3 separate regions of the Mus musculus genome follow, and regions 1 and 2 are each linked to region 3. A link is a contact called in public HiCAR-type and HiChIP or PLAC-seq data. All regions are on one chromosome and are shown on one strand. Each heading gives the region's core, a stretch centred on a gene start, on an enhancer-like site or on the middle of the called end of the contact. The rest is flanking DNA. Distances are from core to core; before and after follow the strand shown. Region 1 overlaps Pvt1 (Pvt1 oncogene). Region 2 overlaps Pvt1 (Pvt1 oncogene). Region 3 overlaps Gm30113 (a long non-coding RNA gene).

Region 1 (3,908 bases), core at 1,011-3,510, 840 kb before region 3:
AAGTATAGTGTTTGAGTTACACAGCTGAAAATGTCTGGGATTGTAACTCTAATGCCAGGCTTTACTCCTTGGGCTTCTAACTGTGGTACCATGAGTGCCAGAGGAGGTGTGGCAATGTCAACATTGGTTGGTTGGTTGACATTTGTGTGGTGAAAACCCGACAGGAGTCACCGGAAGAGAGCTTCCTAGAATATTCAGCTAGGCTTGCTGGCAGGAGATTGGAGAACAGATGGGGATATGGGTTTTGATTCCCCGGCAGCTTGTCTGTCCCAGAGCCAGGGTCTGGAACCTGGAGCTGCTGGGCCTTGAACCCCAAGCTCCTCTTTGTCCAGTTCTGACCATCCTAATGGGGGTGGCGCAGGACTTGGAACTGGCTAATGGCTTGCTCTTCCTCCTCCCTACCCCCCACCCCCAATTTCCCTTTGAAACTTCGGGTTTGTGACCATACTCTTTATTCCTGGACTGTGTCAGATGCCTGAATGCCGAGGCATCCGAACTGTGAACTGTGCTGGGGAATTCTGCACATGGAAGCTCCTCAAAGATGCAGCAGCTGGTGATGGCACCCACTTCCTGTGCTGTCTCGCTTCTGTCTCCTCAGAGTGCCATCGAGGAAAGTTGAGACTCCCTGTCCTTGCTAGGGGATGGTGCCGTTAGTAACACCTAGCTCTGTTGGCCTCAAGTTTCCCTTATCTTAGGCTAGAGAAGGACAGAAAGAATAGCTTTATGCCCAATCAACTGTTTCAACTGAACCCCACCGCAGGTTATGGGTGGGACATGGTTAGTGGCGGATAAAGACTGGGTGAGGCTCATGTGTGGGGAGGTTGGTGGATGAGGCAGGGGCCCAGGAGAACAGTCTTTCAGAGACAGTCTTGGCTTTGAATGCCCAAACGAGGTGAGCCTTAGGGCCTGTCTACTTCTTCAAGGGGACATTATGCTGCAGCTTGGTTGGAGCCCATCGTTCAGTGAACAGTGCAGTGAGGAAGTGTTTGTTTTGTTTCAAGTCATGTAATAACAGCTAGGTAAATTTCCAAGCACTTCCCAGGTACCTGCCAAGTGCTTTGTATGTGTGAACTCATGCCTGACAGGATGGGTGCTGTCGCCTTCACCCCTCTGTTACACAAACCGAGGGGCTGAGTAATGCACACAAGGTTCACAGCAACTAGGGCCAGATGGCAGAGCAAGATTCTACCAGTGGCCTTCTACCAAGGGAACACAGCAATGGTTGTGGGGGTGTGTGTGTGTGGCGATGGTGGTCCATCATCTGTGGCATGCCCAGAATACTTGGCAGAAGTACCCTTAACTCTAGCTTAGGAGTTAAGTTTTTCTTTTGTTTGTTTGTTTTGGTTTTTTGAGATAGGGTTTCTCTGTGTAGCCCTGGCTGTCCTAGAACTCACTCTGTAGACCAGGTTGGCCTCGAACTCGGGAGTTAAGTTTATTGCTGGTTATTGTACATGGTGGCATGGGCTTGATCTCTAAATATGAGATGACTTGTATTGTGTCTCTTTTGTCCTGGTTAGATTGAGATGCGAACCAGTTCATGGTCCCTCACTGGTCAGTGTTCTTGTCCAGGTGACCCTAGAGTGGGACCTGGTTTGGCCTGAGTGTTTTCCTGACACTTGTTAACTAAGAACTCCACAAGGGCAGTGACAATTAGCCAGCACCTTCTTCTGTACCTGTCTAACCTACTGCACCTGGCCAAGGTATAGGTCCCCAAGCGGTGAGTCACATGGGGCACCATGTGTGACCACTGTAAGTCTCAGGGTGGGGAAGACCCCACTGTCTGGGTACAGGCTGCCCATCATGGGATGGATGTATTCTCAGTGCAAGGGGCTGGAAGCTCCTACCAAGATAAGGAATCCTCCATAGCTTCTTTCTGGGCAGCGTCTTCTTTGCTAAGTGCATTTCCCCTTCCTCTGTCAATGGAGGAAATGGGAAACACTGAACACTTGAAGTCATATGGGTAGGGAACCCCTAGTCTCCCATGCTTTAGGACCTCCAAGGGCCTTTTCTCTTCTGACTTGCTTCTCTTTACTCTGCTGTGGAGGACCCTTTGTGCCTCGGTTTCCCCCAAACGTACACAGGGGAGCATGAGAACACTCACTTGGCTTGCTTGTTGGGATTAAATCCGTTGTATCTGACTATCCCAGCAGGTGCTCAGTATGCTGGATGAGCAGGATGCTGGCATGACTGATGGCTGGCTGGTGTGGTCCTTCTTAGCTGCTCCCTGGCCAAACCAAGTTTAAACACTTCCGCGCACCCTGCAGAGAGCAGATCTAAATTCCAAAGCCAAAAACTTCTGTGAAATCTCCAAGTCTCTTGGTGAGGTGTGTGATCCAGTCCAAAGAACTGACATTCCTCGCATTCTTGGTGGGGAAGTTGTGGGCCATTGCTTGTAAAAAGAGAAGGCCTCCTTCATTTCATCCCTTCCTCTGGATTCCACCAGGTTCTTAAAAGCACTTTGCAGACCTATAGGTAGTACCTCCTCTGTGTACAAGCTGCTGAGCCTGAGTATCTCTTTAGTTCTGACTGGAATAGGCTTTTATTTATCCTATCAGTCCAAAGTAGCTTCTATGGCTTCTTTACTATGCAACTATAAGCTAAGCAGCCTTGTTTTGGAGTCCTGGATAGCAGAGAGGGTGAGACCAAAAGCCCTATGATTCTGTAGTGAGTGTGTTAGACAACCTTCAATTTCAATCCTACTTGGTTTTGTATCTTTTCACTCTTTTCTGCTCATGTACATCCATCGATCCATTCATCTCTCTCTACCCATCCATCAACCTCTCCACTTCTCTAGCCTTCAGTTGACCCATCCATCTGAACACTTACTTCATCCATTTATCCTTCTGTCCATCCCACTGTTTCGTCACACTTCCATCAATTCATGTACTATTAACCTTTCTACTATTCACATACCTACCCACTAAGTTATCTATTACTTCATTCACCTATTAGTCCACTTACCCACTCACATACTCATTCATCTATCCATCCATTCATCTATCTATGCACACATCTGTCTATATACCCATACATCCCTCTCACCTACACAGTTACCTATAATATATTAACCTATCTATTCAGTCACCTACCTAGTCCTGAATAGACAGACAGGAAAATGGACCCAGGTCTCAAAAGCTTGTAGTTATAAGTAGGAGGTAGACACTTGGATAAAAGGGGAAGCTCAAATGTTGCAAGTACCATGATTTTAAAAGGGATAGGCTGTTCTAATGATGATAGGGGAGGCTGGCAGCTTCTTGAGAACACTTTTCCAAGGATAAAGCCTGCTCTGCCAGGGCCCTAGGATAGGTTTGTCTTCCTGTCTTCTACCTCAAGAGGCCCTTTTGAGCCACTGGAATCTGTGCTGCAGTGTTCCCAGTTGCTGGCTTTGCTGCAGAAAAAAGTGAGAAGGAAAGAAAGAGAGAAACAGAAAGGCGGGTCAGCCTTGCTGTGCATTTAGTTTGTGGTTCCAGACCTCCGTTTCCTGGATCTGATTTGTGTGGGACGCACGCAATGGCAGCTAGCTACTGTGTTTGCTGCCACGCTGACTCTGTGTGGTGATGAGGTCTGTCCCCAAACAGACCTCCTTTCTATCCCACTGGTCAGCATTTGGTGGCCAAGGGCAGAGTGGAGCCCATGTTTCCAACAGCTAGCCACCTCACACAGTGAAGCACTTCAGTGATTCTGAAGGTATGTTGGGTTAGGCTCCTCACCCCTCTCCCCTACAAGAGAGAGCACAGACAAAACGGGATATCTTTTATTTATTTATTTATTTATTTATTTATTTATTTGGTATTTTCTTCATTTACATTTCCAGTGCTATCCCAAAAGTCCCCCATACCCACCCACCCCCACTCTCCCAAAATGGGATTTCTAATGAGCAGCTCTGCTTGGCCCGTGGAAGCTGGGAG
Region 2 (4,008 bases), core at 48-2,547, 870 kb before region 3:
ATAGGTAAGAGAAAAGGCCCTGTGTTGTGTGCACATTACCTCTTCTGTGATAGTCTGCCCAGCCCTTACCTGAGCATCTGGCTTGGGTGACATCACCTAGTGTTGCTGCAGACGTAAGTCCCTTCCTGTCATGCCTCGCTGTTAGGATCCTTGGGCTGTGTGCTTGATAGTCCTTTGAGCATCTTGGAAGTGCTTTAGCTCCGATGGGTGAGCACCTCTGGCTCATGGTCCAAAACGTTCCTTTTCCTTCCTGAAAGTGTGTCCAAACTGTTGCTTCGTCTTCCTTTGTGGAGACTGTGGCTGCCTCATCACTACACTTCCTTGACTGACTTCAAGAGTGTGATATCAGGGCAGGGTGGGGGTGGGGCAGCCCCAACAGAGATCTTTGTGCTTTCTGAATTGATTTTAGTGCTTCCCGCCTATCAAGTGCCCAGTCTTTACTGTCTTGCTATATATATTGCACAGCCGGTCCTGCTGTGTCTTATCTTTATCTGTGTCCCAGTCAAACTGCCCTCTCTTTCCGTGTCCGGTGGGAGCCTGATTGCTTAGAGATGAGTATAAGGTTGAAAGGAGGAGAAAACTCCATGTCATAGAGACAATAGTGGGCTGAAAGAGGAACATTAATTTGATGTGCCCAAGGGAGAGGGAGCCGCATGTGCTATTGCCTTTCTGGGTGCGCTCTGGTGCACCCAGATGTGGATACAAACAGAGCATCTTGCCTGCCTCTGGCTTATTGAAGCTGCTCACTGGGGTGGCTTCACTCACCTTTATGAGAGGCCTTAGGCTTCATTAGAAAAAGCCTTTATGGCAATTTCCATAATACTGTGTATGTGTGAGGATTGGATTCCCCTCCTGGGATGATACTAAATACCTTTGTAAAACCAAGCTCACCTGTTATCGACACACAGGGGCCAGGATTGCTCACCTCATGGAAAGGCTCAGCAGCCTCACTTGCCCTTCTCAAGCCTCTCAGCCTGCTCTGCAGAATGCAAGGAATGGCCAGATGCTGCCTAGGCTTGTATTTGGCCTCTGCCAAGGTCAGGTTGTCGGGGAGGAAGAAGGGGAGGGGCACCCTTGCTTAGTAAGTAAGGAGGGGAGGAAGAGGCCCAGACAGAGCAGCCACGAAAGATCTTTTATGTGCAAGCCTGGCTCATCTGCAACTCTGCTTGGAGCCCACCCCCACCCCTCATTTCCTCCTACACCAGGAAGGGGTGCTGGGCAATTGGGAGGGGGCATTGCTTCCGATCTGGTGTGAAGCTCACATTCCTCTGCAGTATCCTGGGGTTGCCTGCCTGCAGACACCTGGTTGGAATAACAATGAGTGGGAAGCTCGGTTGCAGCCTCTGCTCAGCTCTGAGGATGCTCTGCTAGGAGAGGCTAGTTCTGCTGAGCTAGCACTTCCTCCCTGCCTTTCCTTCCAGGCCAGGCCCTCTTTGACTCCAGCGTGGCTGCTGGTGAAAAGTATATACTGAAAACAGTACTTGAGGTGGTTGAATCTCATTTCTTATGCACATATGTTATTGGAATGGGAGATGATTAATAGGGGCACAGGGTGAGACCAGGGGAAATGGCCTGAAAAGCCCTGCCTTGAGCTAACATCACTGTAAACGTCACTTTTTATTCAACATCTGTCTGTCTGTCTGTCTATCTATCTATCTATCTATCTATCTATCTATCTATCTACCTACCTACCTATCATTCTGTGAGTGTCCCAGATGTTTAGGTTAACTGCTTTTACCACCTCCATAACATAGTTAGACTTGGCTAGGTTTGGGTAGACCATTCTAAACCGTCACAAAGCGTCATTAAAGGCTCCTTACGTTGATGTTTTTGATCCCTTCTGTCTTTGGTTATCTTTATTTTTTTTTTCCTGACTTTTACATTTTCTGATTATAACATACATAATTATTCTGTCTAGCATAGGATAGGAGAGCATTTCTTCGAACTAGGCTGCCATCCCAGCCTTTTGCAAATATCAGCTCATTTAATTCCGAGCACCCCAGTATGATGGTGTTAGGTTAGACATTATTCAGGGGTTGGATAAGTTCAGCATAGAGGGTGGAAAGTTCAGCATAGAGGGCTGGAAAGTTCAGCATAGAGGGTGGGGCTTGCCAGCCATGCTCCGTAACAGGTAGGGACTGAGGGATGCTGGGAGAACCGGAGGTCAGATCCACTTTGGAATGTTAAATAGGCACTTCAGCTGCTTGCTCAGGGTCTGAATCTCAACACTTAGAAATAAGCACTGTGTGAAGACACACAGGTGCCACAGGAGAATTTTATTTTTAATGGTTCCAGATCTTCTTCCTTCCTCTGAACACAGGCATCTTTTTAATTCTATGCCCTTTATTTATTTATTCTTTTTGGTTTGTTTCTTCCTTTTCACTTAAAAGTGTATTCTCGGGGGTGGGTGGGTATGGGGGACTTTTGGTATAGCATTGGAAATGTAAATGAGCTAAATACCTAATAAAAAATGGAAAAAAAAGGTGTATTCTCTCATATGTTAAGTCCTGACCACCGTTTCCCATCCCCCTACTACTACCCGCCCCTGCCCCCCCTCCACATCTCCTCTTCCATTTCCCTTTAGAAAAGAGCAGGCCTCCCAGGGATATCAAACAAATCCAGAATAACAAGACTAGGCACAAATCCTCAGGCTGGACTAGGTAACCCAGTAGGAGGAAAAGGGTCCTTTTTGCTTTTGAGCAGATCGGTATACTCTGTCATGGGGCTAATGCACACCTTGATTTGGAGGCACTGCACCTGCTAGGTGAGGTTAGTAATATACAGCTTAAGACTCCGCTGATGGCAGATCTGGTATGTAAGCAGAGGGCGTGGTCTAGGGCTAGAATTAGGCTCCCATGAATTGCAAGTTGTGTATTGAGTATTACAGGTTTGTGTTTTGCATATTACACACTGCGATGAAGTGTTTAAGCAGTCATTAGTAAGTCACGAAGCTGCCATTCTTACTCTTTGTTATTAAATAGTAATGATACTAGTGTCATCAGGTTTTAATTAATTCTCATTACCTAATTTTAAGCGTTGCTGTATATCAGATACTCTAGTAAGCTCTTCTACTCTTCTTTCACCCCAAGAACTTAAGGACCTGGTTGTTACCATTGCCCATAGCCCCACAGCTTCCACTTGGAGGATGTTTGTCACCCGCAAATCTTATTTATTTATTTATTTATTTATTTGTTTATTTTAAGGGTATATTTATTTTTATTTTGTGTGTTTTGCCTGCATGTGCGAGTACGTCAGACCTCCTGAAACCGGAGTTACAAACACTTGTGAGATGTGAATTGGGTGCTAGGAACCGAACTGGGGTCTTCTGGAAGAGCAGCTCTTTACTGCTGAGCCATCTCTCCAGCCCCTGTTTTATTTTTTTTAAGTGAGAAACTGATCCAGTGTACCTTGGAATGGTCAGCTTCTCTCCCTTGCTTCCCAGCCCCCCTTCCTTCTCTCTTTCTTCCCTTAACTGTACTTTGGGCTTTCAGCTAACTGCTATCCTCCTGCCTCACTCAGCCTCTTCAGTGCTGGGACTAAAGCAAGTACTATCACATCCAGTCATTCATCTTTTCCTTATGAGAAAAGAACCTGGTTAGCCACAAGTCTTCTGGGTTGACAGGGCCCCTCCCACCTTGGTCCCGTTCTAGCCTCAGAATATGCCATTATTTGGACTGGGGATTTCTGTGACATAATTACTTCAGGTCAGGTGAGCTCATCTTATCAACGGTGAGAAATGTAGAAGACAGGAACACAGCTCTACACAGCCACCCCCACTAGCCTAGGAGGCCCCCTGTTTTTTTCTTGTGTTTAGAGGTCTCGACTCAGGTCAAACTTAGGTTTATAGCTTCAATATTGAAATACGTTTCAGGATCAGTTTAGTGAACCAGTATCCCTGATGTTATCAAGAGTATTCTAATATAGGCTAATATGAGGGCTACGAGAAAAGGCGCTGGGCATGGTGGGGTACACCTTTCATTCTAGCATGTGCAGGTGGATCTCCCGAGT
Region 3 (3,832 bases), core at 150-2,649:
ATTATAAATAATCTGTTAGGAGAAATGAATAGCTTGAGATATAGACTTGTGACAAAGTTCGTGAGAACTATAGGTGCTATGTTCTATTTTCAGTTTCTCCCTCTGTGATGGAAGTTGAGACTATTTTGAATCTATCATGAGTCAGAGGATGAAGAGAATCATGTTCCTGTCTGGCAGGTACAGACTTCATGGAGACAGGGCCCTTGGAGATGTTTGCAATGTTTCCTACTCCCAGATGCTCTCAGTGTGAGGTCTAGAAAGTGCCATATTTGGGGGGTACTTTTTTGTTTTTGTTTTTGTTTTGAGCCTCAACACTAAGTATGGAAGAGGCTAGTATACTTCTATAAGGAAGCAGACAATATGTACTTTCAAGGCTACAGGCCATGGTCCATCAGTTACCTCTGTCGTTCTACCACTAAAGCTGTTTAAGCACAGGTGTACAATCTGCAAGCAAATGAATGACTGTGGCTGTGCTCCAATGATGCTCTGTCTCTGAACAGTAAAGGTGAATCCCACATCACTTTTATGTGGTGTTAAACATCATTCTCCTTTCCCCAGTTACTTAAAAATACAAAAAACATTCTTCATTCAGGTTAGATATGAACAGGCAGTGGGTAGAATCCAACTCATAGACTAGAGTATGTCTGCCTTTTGTGTGGGACCCATAACTGAAGATTCTGCTTCATGGGGTAGAGACAACCCACAGTCACACTCAGGACCTAATCTTTCAGGATCCAGTCAAGAACTAATTCCTTGGGCAAAAAGGAACGGGGGCCTTGAAGTATTTTTTGCTTACTGAGACTCAAGCTGTCTTGTTGTAGACTTTATCTTGTTAACATCCCCAAAGTCTCTGAGAAGCATCAGTGCTGATCTCCGCATGGCCCTGGTGGGGACAGAGTGACATGGTTTCTGCCCCTGGAACAGAGGCCCAGTGTGAGCCTCCAAGAGTGTAGATGGCTTCTGAGGAACTAAGGCTTGTTTGTGTAATAATGTACATATTTTCACATCCCCCCCAGGAATGTCCACTCTGTTAAGATTAATGATTCCATGATAATCTGACAAAGCAGGAGTCTAGGAGTCAAGGGTGTGGCTAATGTCTTAGCAAACTGGTAAAAAAAAAAAAAAAAAAAAGGACCTTGAGAACAGCCCTTGAGGCTATGGGAAAGTGCTCTAAATACATGAGGTCAAAATGTATAATGTTTCTGCTATGCACAATATAAGGATGCAATTATGAATTATGAGGGGCTTCATGAATCTAAAGGAACAAAGGCCTGCATACTGTGAGCTAGCTTGTCAAAAAGTTACAAAGAAGGCAGATGCCCTAGATCAAGGTTAGCCTTGGACAGAGCAAGGTTAGGCCAGGGTGTAATAGAAATGGTAATTTCAGGGTAGGGTCCCACCCAACTAGTTTATCAATTGTGTTTAACAAAGGAGGGCAGCTCTTTGAATTCTTTTGCGCTGTCAAGGGAAAAAAGGTATGCTTTCAGTCTCTTAATTGGATTGATATGTAAAATAAAAGACATTAGACCTGTGCTTTGAAGGAGATGAGTTATCCAGAGAATTTTTTAGGATAAAAAGAGAAACCTGCTTGGAGAACAGAGACAGACAGACAGACAGACAGACACACACACACACAAGCAAGTAGGACATGGTCATAAGTCTCTTAGAATGGCAAGTAGGACATGGGTAGAGAGATTTCATATAGTAGCAAGCATGTAGAATATAGACAGAGAAATTCCAGAGAGAAAGCAGAACATAGAGAGAAACAGACTGGAAAAACTGTATCAAGCAGAACACAGGTTATCAGCTGGGATCCATGACTTGACTTCAAGTCATTCTTTTTGCTACTCCCAGAACCCCTTCTCTCAGAACTCCTCTCCTCACCATGCTGACTCTACTCCCTGGCACATCAGCAGTGCCTACTGCTTATCCAAGGGCGTGAAGGGCCACTACCATTGCTTGTCCACCATAATTGCCATGGCTGACACTTCTGTAACAAAAACCAGGCAAGTCAGAGAAAAGCATAGCTAATGTAGTTAATCAAAATGTTATGGGACACAGAAGCCTTCAGAAATGAATCCCAAATAAACCAGGGGGGAGTGTGTGTTTTTATGCTTGTTTGATGGAGAATGGACAGCTGTGCAGAAGTATAGCTGGATTGAAGGCTCTGACTTAAAGCAACAGACTGGTAGAGATGGGAGACTAGTCTGTTGAGATTCCTTTTGGTCTTTGTCGCATTCCTCTCTCCAGGTATGTGGCAAAGCCCCTCTGGGATGAAGGTCTTATAACCTATTATTATATAAGTTCCCTGGGGGACTTTCTTGACAGCAAGCACCTACAAAAAAAAAAAAAAAACATCAGGGGAAGATTAAGATTATATTCTAGATTGTCACTTCAGGAGAGGAAGAGAAGCAAGAGAAACAGGATAGGGAGGGTCTGAGCCTCCATACAACATCCTCCAATTTGATATCCTCAGTAAAACAAAGTACCACACTTTGGGGCACTGCTTTCTGGGCCTTAACACTTACAATTCAGTCAAGGAAGCCTAATTTATTATTTTAATTTTTCAGAAGAACATCCCAACCTGTAGATAATTGCCCATGAGCCTGTATAGACCAACTCCAAATCTCTGCTCATAGCAACAATTTTCCCAGCATGTTCAAAATGTAAGCCAGGCAGGTCTGACTGAATTAGTGATTAGTTTTGAAGCTAAAGGAATGACATCAGTGGATCTCATATATCCATTTCTATTAGGTAATGTTGTCAGTTTTATTGGATTAAGGAAGGAACAGGACATCAGTTAGTCATTCTTTGAGTTCATTTGTAAGGGTATTTCCAGCTAGATTAGCTGATAGAAGAATCATCATAAATATGCTTGGTTCCACCCAAGGATGTGGGATCCCAGACTGAAAAAGTAGAGTGAGAAAGAAGAATGAGACCAGCATTCACCTTTCCTTACATCCCTGCCATCTCATGCTCCCATCATGCCTTTCCCACAATGGACTGTACCCCTCAAACCATGAACTCACAAAAATCTTTTCTTCCTTCAGTCGCCTCTTATTATGTGCTTTGTTGCAGCAAAGACAAACATAACCAATACATCTGATGCAATCTGCATACATTTTTCTGGCAAGGGGGAAGGATTGCAAAGTGCTGTTGTCACTATAGTAAATTTCTACCAAAGGGAGAAACAAAAGAGAAGAGTCATCAGTAGCCACAAGAGAGAATCCAAACCTTTTTATGATCTATCTTTCATTCTCCAAATTGAAATATATTTCAATGACCAATCAAAACCTATCTTTTAGACATCTCTGACTAGTTAAGCATTACCTTGCTATCTCCTCACCTTGATATTTGCTCTGTGTCTATCAGCATTTTTAACCCTATGTTCTTCCCACTGTCTTTGATTTAACACAACTTTGTCTTCCACTCAAGCCATGAGATGCCTCCCCAGTACCCACTGCACTCTCTCAGCACTAATAGGCCTGTGACTCAAACTAAACTCGTATGTTACTGAGATTCTTCCCCTATATGATCTCTGAGTAGCAATTCTATTGTGTGGTACAAGCCTGCTGGGCTCAAAAGTGTCTTTGACCATGCCTTTAATACCACATAAGAGAAGCCTATGGATAGATCCCTTGTTTGAGATAGTAAAACAAAGGTCAGGGAAGACAATAAACTGAGTCAAGAAAACTGAAGACCGCATATATAGGAGATTTTCTGAAATCTTGTCTTTGATCCAATGCTGAAGCTGCCATGCATAAAGTATCTTAATAGACTCATGTCACCTGATAGCCAGAAGACAGAAGCAACTCCACCATATAAATGTAAC

What was found. HiCAR-type assays count read pairs that join an accessible place to other places. HiChIP or PLAC-seq counts read pairs in DNA pulled down with a chosen protein or histone mark.
Region 1: an H3K27ac HiChIP or PLAC-seq map of embryonic stem cells shows a contact between it and region 3, with 3 times the contacts expected there. The contact joins two enhancer-like sites. A contact is called at or near these places in 1 of 15 datasets of contacts at CTCF or cohesin (the NIH/3T3 cell line), 1 of 484 Hi-C or Micro-C datasets (tail fibroblasts) and 3 of 115 datasets of contacts at active chromatin or transcription factors (all in embryonic stem cells).
Region 2: a contact with region 3 is called in a HiCAR-type map of embryonic stem cells, with 3 times the contacts expected there. The contact joins two enhancer-like sites. A contact is called at or near these places in 3 of 115 datasets of contacts at active chromatin or transcription factors (all in embryonic stem cells) and 1 of 9 other capture datasets (embryonic stem cells).

Annotation. Positions count from the first base shown.
Region 1 is chr15:62,121,666-62,125,573 of GRCm38.p6, forward strand. All of the region lies in intron 1 of Pvt1 (Pvt1 oncogene), which reads left to right. Among named protein-coding and RNA genes, the nearest start is that of Pvt1, 86 kb to the left of the region's middle. Within about 2 kb of position 2,261, at least 21 of the 459 cell types and tissues checked have an H3K27ac peak or open chromatin away from gene starts, as enhancers often do. A contact at or near this core is called in embryonic stem cells, where this site is marked.
Region 2 is chr15:62,091,739-62,095,746 of GRCm38.p6, forward strand. The region is part of intron 1 of Pvt1 (Pvt1 oncogene); the gene reads left to right. Among named protein-coding and RNA genes, the nearest start is that of Pvt1, 56 kb to the left of the region's middle. Within about 2 kb of position 1,298, at least 115 of the 459 cell types and tissues checked have an H3K27ac peak or open chromatin away from gene starts, as enhancers often do. A contact at or near this core is called in embryonic stem cells, where this site is marked.
Region 3 is chr15:62,957,707-62,961,538 of GRCm38.p6, forward strand. Gm30113 (a long non-coding RNA gene) reads left to right here. Exons shown (of 3, transcript XR_384131.2): 3 at 94-166. Among named protein-coding and RNA genes, the nearest start is that of Gm30113, 5.4 kb to the left of the region's middle. Within about 2 kb of position 1,400, at least 10 of the 459 cell types and tissues checked have an H3K27ac peak or open chromatin away from gene starts, as enhancers often do. A contact at or near this core is called in embryonic stem cells, where this site is marked.